3 separate regions of the Mus musculus genome follow, and all the other regions are linked to region 2. Evidence: chromatin contacts called from public promoter capture Hi-C data. All regions are on one chromosome and are shown on one strand. Each heading gives the region's core, a stretch centred on a gene start, on an enhancer-like site or on the middle of the called end of the contact. The rest is flanking DNA. Distances are from core to core; before and after follow the strand shown. Region 1 holds the start of Stag1 (stromal antigen 1). Region 2 holds the start of Srprb (signal recognition particle receptor, B subunit). Region 3 holds the start of Nek11 (NIMA (never in mitosis gene a)-related expressed kinase 11).

What was found. Promoter capture Hi-C pulls out the DNA fragments that hold promoters and counts their contacts.
Region 1: a contact with region 2 is called in a promoter capture Hi-C map of pre-B cells, with 4 times the contacts expected there. The contact joins the promoter of Stag1 here to the promoter of Srprb in region 2. A contact is called at or near these places in 1 of 39 promoter capture datasets (pre-B cells) and 1 of 484 Hi-C or Micro-C datasets (CD4 T cells).
Region 3: a promoter capture Hi-C map of pre-B cells shows a contact between it and region 2, with 2.9 times the contacts expected there. The contact joins the promoter of Nek11 here to the promoter of Srprb in region 2.

The regions. Positions count from the first base shown.
Region 1 is chr9:100,642,108-100,644,807 of GRCm38.p6, forward strand. Stag1 (stromal antigen 1) reads left to right here and starts at 1,341. Exons shown (of 34, transcript NM_009282.4): 1 at 1,341-1,689.
Region 2 is chr9:103,200,756-103,203,455 of GRCm38.p6, forward strand. It overlaps Srprb (signal recognition particle receptor, B subunit), which reads right to left and starts at 1,310. Exons shown (of 7, transcript NM_009275.4): 1 at 1,157-1,310; 2 at 532-626. The coding sequence starts at 1,304.
Region 3 is chr9:105,393,907-105,396,606 of GRCm38.p6, forward strand. Nek11 (NIMA (never in mitosis gene a)-related expressed kinase 11) reads right to left here and starts at 1,381. Exons shown (of 16, transcript NM_172461.3): 1 at 1,290-1,381. It overlaps Aste1 (asteroid homolog 1), which reads left to right and starts at 1,456. Exons shown (of 5, transcript NM_025651.5): 1 at 1,456-1,759; 2 at 2,639-2,700. The coding sequence starts at 2,657.

The sequences.
Region 1 (2,700 bases), core at 91-2,590, 2.6 Mb before region 2:
AAAAAAAAAAGGCAATGGCATTCAGGCAGGGCTGGACTGGGGAGAGAAGGGAATGGGGGATGGTTAAACTAGGTGAGATTTTTTTGAGATCACGACTACAAACATGTTGATAGAATATCAGCTCTTTATCAGAGTCCCACACATTCGATAGATTAAATTACATATGACTATGGCTTGGAGCCCGCACCGTCTTTTAACAAGGCAAGCTAAAAACAGGCTCTGCAGAGAACACAATAGGAAGTCAATCAGAGGCTAGTAAACGAGATACTTTGCTGAAAGGACTGTCACGAATTCATACCAAAGTTCCTCCAGTGATGTGGAACGCACTTTGCAACCTTTGGGATACATTCCAGAGACAATTGAGGTACTAGCTAGCTAGCCAGCCCTCAAGACTATAAACAAGTTTAACGTTTCTAAGGAGATATTGAAAATGCAGCTGCCTCTGCCAATAAAAAAAAATTGAGTCAGCAATGAGGCTGATGACCTACAAGACCAAGAATTCACTTTTGTAGTGCGGAGTTAATAAGCAGGCGGAAGGTTAGGAGAGCCTTGGTCAAGGACAGCTTAGGTAGAGAGCAGCAGGGAAGGAAGGGGTCAAGATCTACGCCTGGCTATTTCCCTTTCGGCTAGGCTCCATTATTCGCACGTCCATTTGAGAACCACAGAAAGCAGTCCTAGGCTGTGGGAGAATCTGATTGCTCGCAGAGTCTATCTTCACCGTGTAGCTTCTCCTTTCTCACTAACTAGCCAATGCTGCCGCCTTATGCAAAGCTTGCACCTCGGCGAGAACCTGCTTTACAGAGGCAGGACGACGCCAATCGGCCTGGAGCGGTCACTGTTTCCTTTTAGCTCCGCGGCAGGCAGGGGGTTCGTCCCAGTGCTCGAAACCTTTTCAACCTCGTTCTGAAAAAGCGCCTCATCAATAATAATAAACCGCGCGTTCAATTCTAGCTTGGAGACTCCCGCTAACCGGGGAGGGAGCAGGGCTCGGGGGCGCGTTGGCACGGCTCACCCCGATAACGGGCGGGTGTGGGCGGCTGGCAGCCTCAGGGCGGGAGCGGAGCGCGGCCCCCGCCGGGGAGGGGCCTCGGCGGAAGAGCCGGGGGCGGACTTCTTCCAGGCTCTTGGAGAAGCTCTAAAAATGGCGGGCGGCAACCCAGCGAGCGGGTCGCGCAGGCGCCGCGGAGTCCGTCCTTCCGCTCGCCTGGGGCGGCCCAGGAGCTGTCCACAGCGCCCTCGTCCAGACGTCTCCGCGGCTCGCCATTGGCCGAGCGGAGCAGGAGCCTCGCAGAGGGGGGCGGTGCAGCCACGCAAAAGGCCACGTTTCCCGCGCCGCTGCTGCGCGTGCGCGCCCCCCGGAGGCGAGCGATGGCGCGCGGCCCCGTCCGAGGGCCCCTGCTCGCGCCTCAGCTCCCTCCCCTTTCCGGGCAGGCCCGTCCTGTCAGCGGAGCAGTGAGCAGCGCGGCCAGCAGAGGGCGGTCGGGACCCGAGTCTGCAGCGGCGCCATTGGCGTGTGGAAAATGCCACCAGATGGCGGGTTAGGATTGCAGCTCCGTTGAAGGCGCGGCCCCCGCTCCCGAACCCCCGGCGACCACCCCGTAACCACCCCCCCACCTCGGGAATAACACACCGGAGACTTTTGGGGGGAAACTAGGTCGACGGCCGACAGCGCCCGGATGGGCAGCTGAGGTGAGCGCGGGCGGCGGCGGCGGCGGCGGGGGGCGGGAAAGGGGGAAATGCGGCGGCGGCGGCGGCAGCGGCGCGGGGGCTGGAAGCGCCGATCCAAGATGGAGGCCGGGCGAGAGCTTGGGAGCGCGAGCGGCGAGCGGCGGGCGGGCGGGCGGGCCGGCGCGGGCCCCGCGCGGGGGAGGGAGGCCGCGCGGGCCTGTGCGCGGCGCGGCGCGGCGGCTGCAGGCGGGCGGCCGAGCGTCCGGGACCCGCTGTGGGCGCGGCGGGCGCTCCGCTTCCCTCCACCCCTCCCCGCGGGCCGCGAAAACGGTGCCCCCGCCCGCCCGGGCTCCGCGGCGGTAGCGCGGAAGCCTTTGTGGCGCGCTCGGGCCCGCCGCCAAGCCCGCCCTCCGCCCCCCCGCCCGGGCTCTCGGGACTCGCCCGCGCCCGGGCCAGCCTAGGCGGGCTGGCGCGAACGCCTTCCGCCGCCCTGCGTTTCTGCGGTGCTTTGGCGGCGGCGGCGTCACATGACAAGGAGCTCGCTTCTGTCGAGGGTCCTGGGGGTCGCTCAGCCCAGACTGCTGTCCCAGGCCCCTGCTTTGCTGGGGTGGGGTAGGGCTGAGGACCTGGGCCGACGGGACGTCGCAGTCCTGGCTTTCCCGCTATCCGCCGTCCGAGCTCCGGGTGAAACGTGTCCAGGCCGGAGCACTGCCCCGCTAGTTTCCCAATCCCCCGGGAGATGAGGCCAATAAAAGTTGTTTTTCCTCTTCCCTGAAGGTGGGGGGCGGGATGAAGAGCTGGGAAACCCGAGTGCTGGGAGCTGGACTTGGAGGGGTCCGAACCGAGTGCTGTTTGTGTGTAGTAGGGACCACAACATTTTCTGGTTTTCGGATTGTCACGTCACCCGCTTCTGTCTACGTTAGGATTGTTACTGATTCTTTCCACATTGCAGACAGTCGTGTCCTGGGAGTGTTAAGCTCTGGGGTGGTTTTGGAGCCCTATAGACCCCAAATAGTGCAGTTTGTGGTAGCG
Region 2 (2,700 bases), core at 60-2,559:
TTTTTATATAACTCCCAGGGGGCTGGAGAGATAGCTCAGTGGTTAAGAGCACCGACTGCTCTTCCGAAGGTCCTGAGTTCAAATCCCAGCAACCACATGGTGGCTCACAACCATCTGTAATGAGATCTGACTCCCTCTTCTGGTGCATCTGAAGACAGCTACAGTGTACTTAGATATAATAATAAATAAATCTTAAAAAAAAAAAAAGAATTAACTCCCAGGGCTGGAGACTCAACTAAGTTGGATAAGATCCCATCCTGCTTCTAGCAAAGGGACCTGAATTCAATTCCCAGCACCCACATCAGGCAGCTTTGAAGACCGACTCTACAAAATCTGACACATCTGGCCTCTACAGGTACAGGCACTCATGTGCATATACCCACACACATACATATAATTAAAAAGAAAAAAAAATATTTTTAAAAACATGTCCTAAACTTGCTGTACCAAATAAACTGCAAGATGACAGGGCTACGGAAATGCCTTACCCATCCCTCTTAAGTCTAACCGAGGTGAAAATCAAAGCATTACCCTGACAAACAGCAACGTTTTCCCAGAGTCACAGAGACCAACGAAGAGAACAGCTCTCTGACTGCTCTTTCGGCTCCAGATGAACTTCCAGAACACTGCAGAGAAGAGAAAGGCAGCCTTCATTTTCTAAAGACATTATTAGTAGGCATTTACGACAAAAAAACAAAGCGTCCATCTGGACTACTTTCATTGTCACACGGATTAGAGTCAGTTTTGTTAGGAACTCACGGAGCGCCAGCCACTATCAACTGTAAACCTTTTCACGTCTATTTCCCTCATCCAAATGTGGAGACTAAAAGTATACACAGAATGATGGATCTGGGAAAAATTAGTGGCTTGCTACATTTGATTGGTGGATTTCTACTCTACCTTAGTACCCCAGTATCTCAGAGCCCAGTTCAGACACAAGTGGCTCAAAGTTGGAATGAACGATGGCGGCCGCAGCGCTCAAGCGCACAGGGCCGCCTCATGTAAGTCCTGTCCCAAGACCCAGGTCACTTCAGCGTCCCCTTTCCACACTGCTGGGTCTGGAAGACGAGTAGTAGAAGAGGGAACGCAGCCGTCCGCCTCCCTGGCCTGCGGCGCCGAGCCACCCTGCCCTCGCCGTGAATGCCGGCCGCCTCACCCAGCGTCAGCAGCACCGCCAGGAGAGCCACCGCCACGGAGAGCAGCGTCGGATCCCTCTGCTGCAGCTCCTGTCGTAAGGAGTCGAGGTAAGGCTGGAAGGCGCCACCGGCGCCATCGCCAACTCGCCGGGTGTTCGCCGAAGCCATGAAAGAGGTGTGTAGTCTTCCCGGGCCGCCAAAGTTACGTGGCTCTAGGCTCCACGCCGTGGTGGGGCGCGGGGCATCACGGGAGTTGTAGTCCCTTAGGGGTATCTCGGCTAAGTGCCTGATGGGAGTTGGAGTTTTTTGGTTTCTACAACCCAGTTAGCGAGTGTATTCATATCGGCATGCTTTGAGACATGTATAGCTTTGTGGAATTTTTTTTCTTTGCATTTTAATTTTTTATCTTTGGAGAATTTCATAAATGAATATGATGTCTTTTGGTCAAACCCACCCCTCTACTCCCATTTCATTTCGATTTTTGAAAGAATGATGACTTTTAGCAAAATTAACGGCTACAAAACTTCATTTGAGGGTGAGGATTTCTACTCGGCCGTTACATGGGATGAAATTTATGAGAGATTTTACCACAGTATGATGTGACCGAAGATGTGATGGAGTCACAGAGAATCCACAAAGACACATCAAGTCCTTTATGAGGTCAGAGAAAAGTAGCTAGAGATGGACCTGAATCTTGGAGGATGCATTAACCTATACCGGCAACTAAAGAAAACAGAAAAAGACGCACGGAAGAGAAGCTTGAGTAAAAGCCAATGACATGTGGGAAACTCGGGAATTCTGTGTCCTGCATTGACACGTCCAGCACGGAAAAAAATGACTGCATTTTAAAAAGCAATCAGGAAAATCAGTGCTCGGGAGGATGTGGAGGTGTCGACGATAGATTGATCATTCCCACCCAAAGGAAGCAGGCCTACTCAACCAGGTAGGCCATTTGAGAGGCCCAGAGTAGACAACATTTTTCAGTTTCTCAAGAGGACTTATTTATAAAAGATCTTCATGGGAACTCTTCTACTTAAGATTTCATCGGGTAATCGAAACATTTAAAAAAAAATGTGAGCTTCAATTTAAAAATATCTCTGCGAGTCAGAAGTGGCCAAGCCTCGAGGGCCATTTGCAGCCTCTGTCATTAAGTAGCTGTCATTATTTTAAAGTATTTAAGTACAGGTCTGCCTGGGAGATGACAGGAAAAGTCGATGTCACTTAAAGGCTAAACAAATTCATTAAAATGTCGCACTGCCACATAAAACCCCAACTCCTGCAGGTACCAGGAAGAGAGGAAATGAGACATTCCCTTCCTCTCTAGTGTGGCAGTGAGTGATTGGGTAGGAAATGAAACAAAGATGTTAAAGTTTGAGTTTGGAAGGTTCGCAATGTGATTTCGATTTCCATACATCCTCAAAAGGCAGAGGGCAGGTGAGAAGAAGCCCACTCGAGAGGGCCACTCCGTTGGCCTTACCATCGCCAGATACTGAGTCGCTGGCTACAGGCTATGTATAAGAATGATTAGATTGTCCATGGAAGCAAAAGTGGCAGAAAGGCAGCT
Region 3 (2,700 bases), core at 131-2,630, 2.2 Mb after region 2:
AGGGAGCTATGAAATGTTATGAATGGCAGAACTGTCCCATGAGAAAGTATTCCACAAAACACACTCTTACTCCATTCCATCAAAGTGTTGAATGTTTTATTGAAAACTGTGCTTTTGTTTAAAATCTACATGAAAATAGGACTTTACGCTGAATACTATGTACACCTTGGCATTAGGTTTTCATATTCAGCAATTCTAAAACAACGAGAAAAAAATAGTGTTATAGTGTTGACCTGTGGGCTCAACATTTACCACAAAACCTACAAGGACACTCAAACAGAAAAAAAAAAACTGCAAAACATAAAACCTATTTGTAATTTTGTCTTCTTTAAATAATGTACTAATCTGTGGTTTGATCTAGTCCCAGTGAGAGCAATGCCCCTCTCCTCAAGGAAACGTTACTAAAATCTGCAGAATCTAAAGAATAGGTCCTAAAAGGTACCTTCTGTTTGCTTCTTTGACTGGCATAAAAGTGGTGATTTCTAGATAAACTAGGCTGTTCAAAAAAAAAAAATGGCCTCTCTGTCGCCTTTCAGATCACTAATAATAATTCTCAATGTGGAGAGGCGATTAAAGTCCCCACTTAGTAAAGAGCTGAACTCAAGATGGAGGACCAAAGCTTCTATTTGTAATGGAGTAATAAACCCAGCAGTGTGTGAGCAGCCTCTCCAGGCTCATCACACAGAATCAGCTCTGTCGCCCTCATCTCAGTTGGTATCCATGGAATGTACACACACTGCAGGCTGGATCTGAACCTAGGGCAGAGGATGAACTTGGGTGCTAGGGACACAGGTTATGCTTGTATCCCTGGGGCCTAGCTAACAGCTGACATACAGTTGTTAGCAAACGTTTGGAGAGCGAAGAAAGATCCAGCATACCAAATGTGACCCAAAGACAAGTAAAGGAAAGAAAACATAATAGGAACTAGAAGAAAGCTGAGAGACGCCCACTTTGTGCTAACCATCCCTGGGGTACCCATCCCGCTGGGGCAGGTAAAGAGAAAGTCAAGTGTTTACCGATGGTAAGAACTGAGTGGTTTATGTCCATGTCAAAAAACCCAAAAAACTAGGAAGCTGTTTTGACCTGAGGTTCTGCTAACTAAATCTGACCTGAGAAGTAAACTCTAACCCTGAGGTAAAACGAAAAAACTTGTCTCTTCAACAAATAAACCTTAAGTTTTTCGCGGAGCGCGTGAATGTATATCGAGGAGCAGGGCGCTTAGTCTCCCGAAGGGGAATGCGGTCCAGGGGCTGTGGGACCCGGCTGCCCGAGAGATCCACTTTCATTACCTTTACAGGTCCCCAGCCTGCGGCGCCCGGCCAAGCCTCCGTCAGCCTAGAGCTCGCTGCCTCGGAGGGCGTGGTTGTTTAACATCGTCGCCACGGAGACGGCGCGGGGGCTGCTGGGAAGTCGACGTTCCGGCGTCCAATCCAACGGAAGCGCGCCGGACCCTTCGAGGCGTGGCGAAGCGAGCAGGGTGAGGAGGCGGCCGCAAGTGTGAGAGGAATGGCTCAACCTCTCACACCAAGTTCCCACCACCCGGCCCGAAAGCATTTTCTCCTCCAGGGAGAGCCCTCAGCTTCTCGGAGCCAGGCTTCCCAGTGACGTCGTTCGCAGCACTTCCTGTTTCCGCTCGCGGTCTTCCACGCACCCGCGGGTCTGCCGTTTCTCCCCGGGATCCTACCTGCTGCTGCTGGTGAAGTGAGCCGGCGGTCGGGCGGAAGCAGCCGGCGGATCCGGAGGGCAGGAGCAGGTTGAGGTAGGAAGATTGGTGGTTGAGGAATTAGATCCTACCTTTTCCTGCCCTTTGCTTGCATTCCTTGAGCTACTTCGCTCAAGGTCAAGTCATTAGTTTACAGTGAGTTCGCAGAAACCACATGACAAACCGGGAAAGACATGACGATTCAGAATTAAAAAGTGTTGAGATGTTGGCCGAGGTGGATCTGAGGTGAGATAAAAAATCAAGTGCAATAATGTAAGCTGATACCAAAGGCAAAAAATTCAGGAGGATGCATTTTTTTATGTGGTAGCCCCACAAAAATCAAAATGCAAAAATTCCAAGGTTGGCAAAACTTTCACGATTTTAAACACGGGCAAGGCTGGCAATAGCATCGTGCTAAGCGATATTTGAAGCCAGAGGCGAGGGGGGAAACCAGTAATACTAATCCTATGAGTTGTTAGCCAGATAGGCCATTAGTAAGGGGGTGTAAGAATCCAGTTGAGGTTGAAATTGTATACTTGGGATCCTAGAAGCATAAAGCTGTGTTTTTCCTTAGCTCAAACTACTCTCCAATGTACCCTACACTCAAGACCTGTAACAAGGGTCTAGTTATCCATAAGGAAAAAAAAAATTGGCTCATTATGTGTCTTATGCTGGGTTGTCATTTTTATAGCTTAGGACTTTTGGCCTTGACCCTCACAAAACAGATTTCTTCCTTTATCTCTATATGGGCTGCCATGAGGTGGTGTGGCCTAGATATAAGTTCTGTCTTCCACCTCCAATAATCCAATCAAGCAAAGTTCCTCAACAGCGTATCCTGCAGTTTGGGTCTTGATTGATTCTAGATATACTCAGATTGACAACCAAGAATAGCCATCAAAAAGACCAGCAATTGATTTTTTTTGTTTGTTTCAACAGGGATTTCTGTCGATCATCATGGGTATTCGGGGACTAATGAGCTTTGTGGAAGATTATAGTAA